Regions from separate parts of the Muntiacus reevesi genome. Here regions 1 and 2 are each linked to region 3. The links are chromatin contacts, called in public Hi-C maps. All regions are on one chromosome and are shown on one strand. The core of a region is the stretch at or near the end of the contact, and the rest is flanking DNA. Distances in the headings are between cores, read along the strand shown.

Evidence for each region. A called contact is a pair of places that touch in the nucleus more often than the background predicts.
Region 1: a contact with region 3 is called in a Hi-C map of muscle, with 7 times the contacts expected there. The contact joins the promoter of WDR27 here to the promoter of TBP in region 3. A contact is called at or near these places in 2 of 3 Hi-C or Micro-C datasets (blood and muscle).
Region 2: a Hi-C map of muscle shows a contact between it and region 3, with 15 times the contacts expected there. The contact joins the promoter of ERMARD here to the promoter of TBP in region 3. A contact is called at or near these places in 2 of 3 Hi-C or Micro-C datasets (blood and muscle).

Annotation. Positions count from the first base shown.
Region 1 is chr3:156,693,884-156,697,831 of mMunRee1.1, reverse strand. WDR27 (WD repeat domain 27) reads right to left here and starts at 1,876. Exons shown (of 26, transcript XM_065930967.1): 1 at 1,828-1,876. The coding sequence starts at 1,838. It overlaps C3H6orf120 (chromosome 3 C6orf120 homolog), which reads left to right and starts at 1,980. Exons shown (of 2, transcript XM_065930966.1): 1 at 1,980-2,058; 2 at 2,199-3,948. The coding sequence starts at 2,241. The coding sequence ends at 2,795. PHF10 (PHD finger protein 10) reads right to left here. Exons shown (of 11, transcript XM_065930965.1): 11 at 3,631-3,818. The coding sequence ends at 3,733.
Region 2 is chr3:156,650,828-156,654,800 of mMunRee1.1, reverse strand. ERMARD (ER membrane associated RNA degradation) reads left to right here and starts at 1,523. Exons shown (of 18, transcript XM_065930962.1): 1 at 1,523-1,958. The coding sequence starts at 1,950. DYNLT2 (dynein light chain Tctex-type 2) reads right to left here and starts at 1,503. Exons shown (of 4, transcript XM_065930961.1): 1 at 1,261-1,503. The coding sequence starts at 1,368.
Region 3 is chr3:156,128,845-156,132,520 of mMunRee1.1, reverse strand. TBP (TATA-box binding protein) reads left to right here and starts at 2,222. Exons shown (of 8, transcript XM_065930944.1): 1 at 2,222-2,344.

The DNA.
Region 1 (3,948 bases), core at 627-3,126, 570 kb before region 3:
CAGGTTCTAATTCTAGGTCCATGGAGAACAGAACTAGTATAAGATGAAGCAATGGTTCATAAAGGTATGAAAGCACCAAATTATACTCTGGCCGCCCTGTGTCTTTAAGTCCTTTCCTAAGTTAATAAACTTTAAAAGGTTATATTTAGCTGCTTTAATGAAGAAAAAAAAAAAAGATATCTTCTTTCTATTGTCCCAGCTGAGAGAAGCCTGATTTTACAAACCATTGGTTCTTAAAACACAAATTTTGTACTTTTATGCCACAAAATGAAAGAGAACAAAAAATGTTGCTGCCATATCAGCAAACTAAGGACTCTGTCGCCATCAAGCCATCACATCACAACCTCCCACTGGGGCACCCTGAGGAGACTCAGGAGGAGAAAGCACAGGATACTGGCCTGAGACAGCTGAGGTGCATACTAAAGGAATGATTTCAATAAGCCCAGATTCTTGCATCTTCTCATACATAGAAAAGTGCTAGATTCCTTTAATGGAGATATCTGGTTTTCTTTGTTGTTGTTAATCAGTCGTCCAGTTGTGTCCAGCTCTTCGAAACCCCTGGTTTTAATTAACAGTAATCTTTTGATGTTCCGACTACCAGGTCTTTGTTACAAAATCTCCTATATATATCCTGGCTCCCCCCTTGCCTCTCCAAAGCAGTCTCTCAGAGCCATCTGAGATGCTGTGTTACAGGCTTGAAGTCCTCAGAATAAAACATAATCCCAGCTTTTCGGTTGTGCATTTTTTTCAGTCCATACCATGACTTGCTGCTGCTACCGCTGCTAAGTCGCTTCAGTCGTGTCCGACTCTGTGTGACCCCATAGACGGCAGCCCACCAGGCTCCCCAGTCCCTGGGATTCTCCAGGCAAGAACACAGGAGTGGGTTGCCATTTCCCCTCTCACTTGTTAGGCAAGCACAAATCACTGACTACCGATAACAGTAATGATGCTTAAGTTTTAAAGTCATTTCTTGATGCATCTCGATGTATCTCTATACACTCCCCTGTATTCCAGTCTGATATGCTTTTTTTACCTGAAAATGTTAAACTTGGAAATGGCCCAGGTTGAGCAGAATGTCACAGGTACCAGATACTTCTTGCAGGAGGAGGTGTGGAGGTCCACAAGTGCTACCGCCATCATCAGCCCAAACCAGTGACTCCCCACCTGGATGCAGCTTGCCCTAACTTCACGCAAATCAACGCCACTCCCCTCAGATAATCAGTCTTAAGTCTCTCAAGCCTCTTTTACACGCCTATAGGTGACATAGATGTAACACTTCAAAGCGGCAACGGACACATTTTTTAACCCAACACATGACAGTCTCCTCAGCAACCCGACCAACCCACACCGTGTATCTACTTGGCAGAGCTCGGGTTCTACGAAAAGGGGCACAAGAGTCACTGCCTGCTTTTACTATTTACACTGCACCTGTTTCCACAAAAGGGATTGAGCACGTTCCAAAATGAAACACGGGGACTGGGATCAACACAAAAGTATGATACTAAAATGAACATAATCTTTCTTGGGAAAGTGTTTTTCAGTGGCCAATAGGCGCCCATTAACACCATATCCCAAGTTTAACAAAATAAACCCTGAATATAAACATAACAGCATTTTAAAGCCTCTCTCAGGAGTAGTTCGTGAAGTAACACGCTTTTAAGAGAGAACAGGTAACGGGCGCACCTGCGTCTCACCTGGGCCCCTCAAACCTATCCCTGAGTCAGCCCGGTGGCCAAGTGTACTCACAATCCGGCTGCACACCAGGCAGTTTAGGCCCAGCGCCCCGCCCCCGTCGTCATGGTTACGAACCCTGGTCTGCGTCCTCACCCCTTCGCCATTCTCGCGATAACCCAGAGTCAACGCAGTACCCCTATCCGGCCTCTGCCTCACTTCCGGGCGCTTGGTCAAGTTCTAGCCTTCCTAACTTCCGAGCGCCGGTCAACTTCCGGGCACCGCCCTCCTCCGAAAGCCTCACTTCCGGGCGCGCCTCCCTTCCGGCTCATCCGGCGCGGACGCCCGGCCCGGAGGCTCCCGGCGCGGCGCCTGCGGGGAGAGGAGGTGAGTCCAGGGGCGGACACCCGCCCCCGCCGCCCGCTCTGTGCGACCGCGGCGTGCTCCCCTCCTCTGCCCCTCCCGCCCCCGCGACTCCCCTCGGGGCGGCCGGGACGCGCTCAGCGCCCCCCGTGGTCTGTCTGCAGGACGCTCGCGGATGAGCACGGCCCCCGCCTGGCGCCCCCGCCATGGCCGCTCCGTGGAAGGGCGCGCTTCTACTGCTCCTGGCGTCGCAGGCCGTCTCCTCGGCGCAGGCCTCGGACGAGGAGGAGGTGCCCGAGGGCTGGGTCCTCCTGCACGTTGTGCAGGGTCAGGTAGGAGCCGGGAACTACAGCTACCTGAGGTTAAACCACGAGGGGAAGATCGTCCTCAGGATGCGCAGCCTGCGGGGCGACGCGGACCTGTACGTGTCCGACAGCACCCTGCACCCCAGCTTCGACGAGTACGAGCTGCAGTCGGCCACGTGCGGCGCCGACGCCGTCTCCATCCCTGCGCACTTCCGGCGCCCGGTGGGCATCGGTGTCTACGGGCACCCGTCCCACCTCGAGAGCGAGTTCGAGATGAAGGTCTACTACGACGCGACGTTCGAGCCGCATCCGTTCGGTGAGACCGCCTACTCGGACGGTACTGATGCGAGTCGCAAGCACGCCTATGCCCCGGAAGACGCGTCTCAAGAAGAGGAGTCTGTGCTTTGGACGATATTAATTAGTATTTTGAAGTTGGTACTTGAGATTCTTTTTTGACTCGCTTAACATACTCTTTTGAGTATAATACTTGTAATCTGCGAAGCTGAGTGCACTTCGCTGTGAACCTAGCTACTCTGACCTGGTTGGCATTCTGGTTACCTTTTCTGAGTGGGGGATGAAAGGATAAAGCCATACAGTTTAGTTACCTCAGTCACTCCAAAAGTACTCAAAGCAGCAAGCACGATATGTTTTCTTTTAATAAAGCATCAAAATTCCTGTAAAAGGAATATGCACAATAAAATGTTTAAACCCCACTTTGATTAGTTTGTCAGGTGACTAGATGATTGCAGTGACTTAGGTTTTTACTCTAGAGACAAATAAATTAGTGTGTTAGCTTTAAAGAATTACTAAAAATAAGTCTGAAATGGAATCATCTCTCCACACTTGCCTGACCGTGAACTAAAGTCCCTTGTCTGTCTGCACCCGAAGTAGAGACAGCACCTGCTGTCCCAACAGGATTTCCTGGTAGGCGGGTGGTGTTCTCATGCCGGTTAATGATGGTTCTTAACTCAGCTGCGCCAGATCTCCTCAGGTGGTAGTTTTATTATCTTGGGCCCCTATGGAGATTCTTTCGTTATTAAATAACTGCTCTGCTACCCGTGGTAGTAGACCAGAAAGGATACAAATTAGTAAAATTTCATTAAACTAATAGTAACTTTTAGGTTAATGGAGTAATAGTTAAGTATTTCTAATTAAGCTGCATGTTACCACTGAATTTCTGGAGAAAGCCAAAGTACTAAGAAATAAAGACTTTTTGCAAGATGGAACTATTTTTCTACTTGGTTTCCAGGGTGAGAGTGGCTTATAAATAAATTTGCAGATTTTAAGCAAGTAATTTAAAAATCTTTTATTGGCATAAAAATGAGAATGTTGTAAATAAATTGGCACCAAATACTTCATTTAAATGCATATTACAGTACTGGGGTCAAAAAAACTACCCCTCTTTGCTGTTTTTCCCCCTTCTGCCCACTTTCCTGGGTGTTGGGGGTGCTCGCTGACAACAGTCACAAATCCAGCGACCTAGGAGAAAAATTGTTAGTTAATACAGGATGAGACTTAACTTTCAAGGACTGAGTTTTAAAACCATTTAGCTCTCCTCCCTTAGCTAAGGCTACTGATAATCCTCAACTGGATTTCTGGTGGCACAGGC
Region 2 (3,973 bases), core at 274-2,773, 520 kb before region 3:
TGTGTCCTAATTTTTCTTATGCTCAGGATCATGAGAGTCATCAGCTACCTAAGTTAGGAATGATAATTAGTAACTCATTGTCCTCAGGCACACTTAATGAGAATTTGTGAAGCCTTTTCTTAGTCTCTTCCCATTTATCCGTCTTTTCAAATTTCTGACCTGTAAAAGCTCAGACTTTAGAGACAACTATAATTAATCCCATTCATTATCAAATAAGAAAGCACTGCCTTGTCCATGTCCCCTTCTCCCCAGATTCTGGCATGTACACCAAATGTATGTGTCTGTCGTCCCCTCCTTTTGGATTCAAACTTACTTTCCAAGACTTCAAATCTTTAGTAGTAGACAGTAAGTTTATAAAGGGCAGCTCAAAATAGAAATACTTTTCATTACTGTAGGTGACCTATGGTTACTCAGACTTTTATACAGTATGGTTTTCGGGAGCATGAGTTTTAAGTCCAATACATTAAGCAGTCAGCCTTGCTGTGCTCTTAGTTTTGTGAACGTGCCCTTCTTACTTTTCCTCCTTTTCTCTTTCCTCTGTAAAACGTAGACAGCAAAAAGCACTCATTAGAACCTGAAATGTTACCAAGACTTTTGGGGGAGGGGTGGGGGTGGAGAGGGAATCAAGATCTTCAAAAATTCTCTCTCCTCCATCGTGTTGATTATGGGTCCCATTAAGTAGGCATGAAAACCGTCACACAAGTGGACCAGAAGCCCCAGCTTTGTTACTACAATTCTGTACCCTTGGACAAATTATTTTCTCTCTTAAAAGACTCAATAAAATATGGAGTATTGATCACTAATGGTTTCCAGATTACGGTCACATAGAAATCTGGTGCTATACCACCAATAAAACTGAATGACATTATTCATGAATTTCAGATAGTAAGTTAATGGGAAGAATTATTTTCAATTTAACTTTCTCCTTTTTATGTTCTCCAAATACTCAAGACTGCTGCTGTTAACAAAAACTCAAAACATCTCATTGTTCTGCTTGGTATATCCAAACATTCTTGTTTTAAGAAAACACGCATACACCGGCTTCTGGTTAATAAATCTGCCCCTGGTTTCAGTAATGACATTAAACACACTAAAATTACGCATTTCTGGAAAAAGTTCCTCTCGGGAAACCTGGAGCTGAGTAAATTTGAAGAGAAGTGAAGCAGTTGTTTTGGTTTACGCGGTGCTCGAGGGTCTACACCACAAAGGCGGGAGAGTCCTGCAGCCCAAGGTCGGCCCGTGCCCCGTCTTCGCACTCACTGCCTCCTTCTCGAACATGCTAGGCCTCCTCTCTCTGCGAGGCGTCACCGGCGGCTGCTGAGGCGCCGACACCGAGGGCGCCTTCGCGCCCCTACCCCGCTTCTCCATCCCGCCGGCGCCCCGGGTGGCCTTCGCGGCCGCCCCAACGCCTCTGCCGCTTTCCGCTCGAGTTCCAGTCTCGCGCGTGCGTCGCGCCAGGCGGAAATGCGCCTCAAGGAGGGGCGTGGCGTGAGTGCGTCATCCCTCGGCGCCGCGGCCGGGAGCCGGAAGTCATGGAGGAAGAGTCCAGGTAGCGGCAGTCCCAGAGAACACCTGAGTTCGTCCATCAGGCTGCGACGCGGGAAGCATCGTCTTGACTGCAGCCAGTGCCGCGGCTGAGGAGGGCGGGCCGTGTCCGTCCACGTGGGCGTCTGCTGGACTCCCTTCCGCCCTCGTGCTCTCTGGTGTCGCCGACCTCGCGTTCGGGGGCGCAGGTCCCGGCTGAAGTCTGCGAGGACGTGACGTGGGGACCGAGCCTGCGCCCTGGGCGCGCGGCGGCGGGGGTGGGAGAGCTCTGCTGCCGCGACCGCCAAGTCCAGGAGCTGTTCCCGGGACCGCGGACGGGCACGCGCAGCGCGCCGTGGCTTTTAGCCTTTGTTCTGACTGCCCTTCGTCCCTAAAGGAAGTGTCCTCTACGTGGTCCCTTAGCGATGTGGGAAGTATGTATGGTGATCTCGCTTCTGGTTCACACTTGCAAATAAGAATTGTAGTTGACGTCTTTAGGCCACTTTGATAACGTAAAACTAAGTCAAAGGGTCTCATTAACTGGCTGCCTCAGTGCGGTTGCCTCACAATAAAGATTTTACTTTCCTCTCGGAGGGATTTCAGTGTCAATCGATTATCTGAGCAGTTTTTAGCACTAGCTGCTACTTGCTGAGTACGGTGTGCTAGGTGCTTCTCAAGTATTATCTCTGATTACTGCAATCATAGGAGGTGGTCATGTTTTGCCCCGCTTTACACTTAAAAGTCTCAGGTATGTTAGCGGTTCCAAGGCAAGAAGTAGAAAAGAGTCTGAGGAAGAATTCAAATTCAGATCATTCTAGCTCTCAAGCACAGATCATTTGCACTATCCCACGCTGCTCTGGGCAAGACACTGAAGTACTAAAGATGACACGGAGGGGTACACACACACACAAAAATTCAGGCTTTGGGGCTTCTAGTGGGAGGACAGACATGTCCCTGGGTGTAACACACAGAGGAGAGATTTATTGTCTTGAGTGGCAGTTAAAGCGTTGCAGCATGTATTATTTGTTGATTTGAGGTTGAATTTTATTTCTCGATTAACAGCAGACTCTCTTCTTGTCTAAGAGAATATGAGCTTAAAAAGTTAACCTAGAAGCCAGCTTCTAGAATTGCATGTCTATTTGTAGGAGTAGAATGTAGCCATTCTCCAAATCTGAAGGTCTTGGAGCCTTAGAGAGGTCCATTTCAACTCAGGGTGAAAGTGTTAACTGCCCAGTTATATAGGACTCTCTGCAATCCCATGGACTGTAGCCCATCAGGCTCCTCTGTCCATGGGATTCTCCAGGCAAGAGTACTGGAGTGGGTTGCCGTTCCCTTCTCCAGGGGATCTTCCCAACCCAAGGATTGAACCCCAGTCTCCTGCATTGCAGGCAGATTCTTTACCCTCTGACCCACCGACGGGATAGGAGGAGCCAATAATTCATTTAACTCTTGTTTTTCATTTATCATGTTCCAGCATCTGCTGTGTCCTGGGCATACAATGTTATGTAAGACCTGGTCTCTCTGCTCCGGGATCTTACTGTTTGGTTGAGTCTGAGGGACGATTGTGTTGATCCAGTGTCTACAACCAAAAGAGACTTTACTTACAACCTCAGTTGTGAGATTCCAGGGCCCACTTTACTAGTCGAGTAGATGAGTTTTTGTGCAGAAATATCATTTCTGCACGTCTCCTGTCACTCCAGAACTTCAGCTCATTCCTTTAGAGTTGAAATGCTTTTAAAAAATGCAAGGAGTCCCTTTTGTTGTGGATGTAATCTTTTTGAGTTATATTTGTGTATTTGTCCAGAGACAGACCACAGGAGTTTTCACACTGTGATCATTTGATATAAAGCGTTAACTAGAAATAAAATTGTTAACTAGTTATGTGAAAGGATAAAGTGAGATCTCTGAAAGTGTGGTTGAGACGGCAGCTGCAGGAAGCAGTCACTCCAGAGGACTGAGGGAGCTGAGGGAAGTGGTTGGCATTTTAAAGCTTAGACACTTAGAGGAGGGTCCCTGCACGGTTGAAACTCAGGTCTCTGAGGAGGAAATTGTGCTACAGAGCTGCATGGAAGAGCCTGGCAAGTAGGATGCAGAGTTCTGAAGGGAAGTCACCGGATCCGTGGTGTGTGTTTCTGGTGAGCGTTCTCTGGTGAAGCTGGTCCTGCAAGTGTTGGAACGACTGCAGACTGGATTCAGCTGCTGCAGCAGGAGGCACTGCAGCTGCAGGGCAGTGCTCAAAGGAGTGGGAATTCTGCGCCCAGAAAGGCTGCAGGCGGGAGAAGCAAGCGCCCCCTCCATGCTGTCTCGCAGTGTTCCAAGAAGGATGTGCTGACGGGCTGAGCGGGTGTCACACAGGATTGCTGAATATTCCACACACATCTCTCAGGGAGTACCTCAATTGCTGGGGCCTGAAAGCATTGGTTGACTGCAAGACTGAGAGCGGGAATGA
Region 3 (3,676 bases), core at 973-3,472:
GATATTAGAGATACCAAGGGAACATTTCATGCAAAGATGGGCATAATAAAGGACAGAAATGGTATAGACCTAACAGAAGCAGAAGATATTGAGAAAAGGTGGCAAGAATACACAGGAGAACTATACAAAAAAGATCTTTATGACCCAGATAACCACAATGGTGTGATCACTCACCTAGAGCCAGACATCCTGGAATGTGAAGTCAAGTGGGTCTTAGGAAGCATCACTACGGACAAAGCTAGTGGAGGTGATGGAATTCCAGCTGAGCTACTTCAAGTCCTAAAAGATGCTGCTGTGAAAGTGCTGCACTCAATATGCCAGCAAATTTGGAAAACTCAGCAGTGGCCACAGGACTGGAAAAGGTCAGTTTTCATTCCAATCCCAAAGAAAGGCAATGCCAAAGAGTGTTCAAACTACTGCACAGTTACACTCATCTCACACGCTAATAAAGTAATGCTCAAAATGCTCCAAGTTAGGCTTCAATAGTACTTGAACTGAGAACTTCCAGATGTTCAAGCTGGATTTAGAAAAGGCAGAGATCAAATTCCCAAAATCCACTGGATCATCAAAAAAGCAATAAAGTTCCAGAAAAACATTTATTTATACTTTATTATCTAGGCCAAAGCCTTTGACTGTGTGGATCACAACAAACTGGAAAATTCCTAAAGAGATAAGAATAGCAGACCAACTTCCCTGCCTCCTGAGAAATCTGTATACAGGTCAAGAAGCAACAGTTAGAACCAGACATGAAACAATGAACTGGTTCCAAATAGGGAAAGGAGTATATCAGGGCTGTATGTTGTCACCCTGCTTATTTAACTTATGTGCAGACTACATCATGTGAAATGCCAGGCTGGATGAAGCACAAGCTGGAATCAAGATTGCCGGGAGAAATATCAATAGTCTCAGATATGCAGATAACACCACCCTTATGGCAGAAAGTGCAGAGGAACTGAAGAGCCTCTTGATGAAAGTGAAAGAGGAGAGTGAAAAAGCTGGCTTAAAACTCAACATTCAAAAACCTTAAGATCATGGCATCTGGTCCCATCACTTCATGGCAAATAGATGGGGAAACAATGGAAACAGTGACAGACTTTATTTTTGGGGGGCTCCAAAATCACTGCAGATGGTGACTGCAGTCAAGAAATTCAAAGATGCTTGCTCCTTGGAAGAAAAGCTATGACCGACCTAGACAGTGTATTAAAAAGCAGAGACATTACTTGGCCAACAAAGGTCTGTCTAGTCAAAGCTATGGTTTTTCCAGTAATCATGTATGGATGTGAGAGTTGGACTATAAAGAAAGCCGAGCGCCAAAGAATTGATGCTTTTGAACAAGAATTGATGCTTTTGAACTCTTGTGCTGGAGAAGACTCTAGAGAGTCCCCTGGACTGCAAGGAGCTTAAACCTGTCAATCCTAAAGGAAATCAGTCCTGAATATTCATTGGAATGACTGATGCTGAAGCTCCAATCCTTTGGCTACCTGATGCGAAGAACTGACTCATTGGAAAAGACCCTGATGCTGGGAAAGATTGAAGGCAGGGAGTACCGGAAGACAGAGGATGAGATGGTTGGATGGCATCACCGACTCGATGAATGCGAGTCTGAGCAAGCTCTCGGAGCTGGTGATGGACCGGAAAGCCGGGCGCTGCAGTCCATGGAGTCACAAAGAGTCTGACACGACTGAGCGACTGAACTGAACTGAACCATCGGAGAGGTCCTCTGGGATCTAACTTTACCTATAGTTCTTGTGACAAATGTGAAAAGACTTCATAAGATGGCAGCACGCTATCTGGTTTTTTCTTTTTTTAATCATTCCACATGTTTGAGAATAGAGAACACCTCTTACTGCTCACCAGGCACTGTTCATGCATTTCCTTAATTCTTCTCACACTGTTCTTAGAGGACAAGCCCTATTACCATTCCATCCTATACACGAAGAACCTGAGGTGGAGCGGTCTGCTAACTTGCTCAATGTCACACCGCTAGTTGGTTTAAACAGTCAATATTTAAAAATCAATATCTTGTCTACAGCAGCGACCAATCAACATTTTCTGGCAGGGTGGCCTCTCCCGGAAGCCAGAAGCGCTGCGCCCCGCCTCTTGTTTCTCTAAAGTCGAGTATCCAAGGGAGTCAGAGGAAGTCACAAAGCGCCCACACTTAACCACCGCCGGCGCCCCTCGTGGGCAGCTTGCTAAAGTAGAGGGTGAAACTGGCGGAAGTGACGTTATCAACGCGCGCCCGGAGTCCTGTGGGATCGGGAAGGGTCGCCGTGGCGGGCGCCTGGGCCGCTGGGTGCAGAACTTCGTTTTCTCCGGCCGGTAGTCGTCTCTGCAGTGACTCCAGGTAACCACCCTGTTAGCTTCTCTCTGAGAATTACTGCAGAGTGGTCACTGCAACGACTTCCTGGGGGTGGTGGAGCGGAGAGGCACGGAATGGATCCGGAGACGCGGGGGCCGTTCCTCTGGCTCGTGCTGCCGCCTCTTCGGCCTCTCCCGGCCGTGGCTCCCGCCCGGCACTCTCTGCGGTGGTTCGAGAGCGGCTTCCCTGTACGAGCGCGGGCGCAGGGTGCTGGTGGGGCCTGAGGCAGCGCAGTCCCGCTCATCCAGGACCCTGCCATCCTTTAATTCTCTTTATTGAAAGGCATATTCACCCTGGCCTGTGCTCATCTGTTTTGCTACCAACAGGGGTAGTTTTATAATAAAGTTGAGCTTGAGACTTTTTAACGTTTTTTCAGAGGCCGGAGACTTCAGGCACGTTAGAGCATAATACACAAATACAAAGGTGTCCCTGTCTAGGCCCTGGACAGTGTGGTTTTCGCATGTAATACTTAGGTAGGCGTCTCTGAAAAGATTATTCTTGATTGAGAATAATCTCCTCGCAGACACGAGGAGACTATGCACAATTTATTGATTCTTTTCCCTTATCAGTGATCATCTCCCCAAAATATCAAATTTGACGCTTCAGTTACCAAAAGATGAGGAGATGCTGCAAACAACTATCTTTTCTGAGGATAAGTTAGTGCAGTAATAACTGTGCGGCTTTAAGGACACAGGGGAGGAAGAATGGTCAGTACCATCACTTCGAATTAGAGATGAGCTCTAAACAATGGTAACATTAGGCCTCAACAACTTCCTCAGATTTTTTCTCTAGATTTAGTTTGCAGGGGTCAGGAGCCACCAGTTTCTAGATCAATCTGTTCGTATAAATGAGTGGTTTCAATCCTGCCCTCATTATCTCTTGCCTTAACCATAGCAGTGACTCTTAAACCGAACTTCCAGCCTCCAGTTTTCTCTCTTAGAGTTCATTCATACTCTTGCCAAAGTAGATATAGTCATGGTGCACTTCCAAACCTTGTCACTGCTTGTATTGCTTATGTAATATAACGTGACCCCACTTACATTTGCTGTCTCATCCCCTGCAGGAACATTCCATGCAGTCATGCTTAGTTTGTTGCTTGCATGCTCTTTCAATTTTTGTCTCTTTGTGCTTGACTTTCTACCTGAAATGCCAAATGTAAATTCCTACTCACCTTGCTAGACCCAAGTTAGATATTCCTTGCTTTATAAACAAACACTTGGCAGTTAACATTGCCTTTCTTTTCTCTAGCATGTATGCATTCATTTGGGGCCTCCCGGGTGGCTCAGTAGTAAGGAATCCACCTGCAGTCGCAGGAGG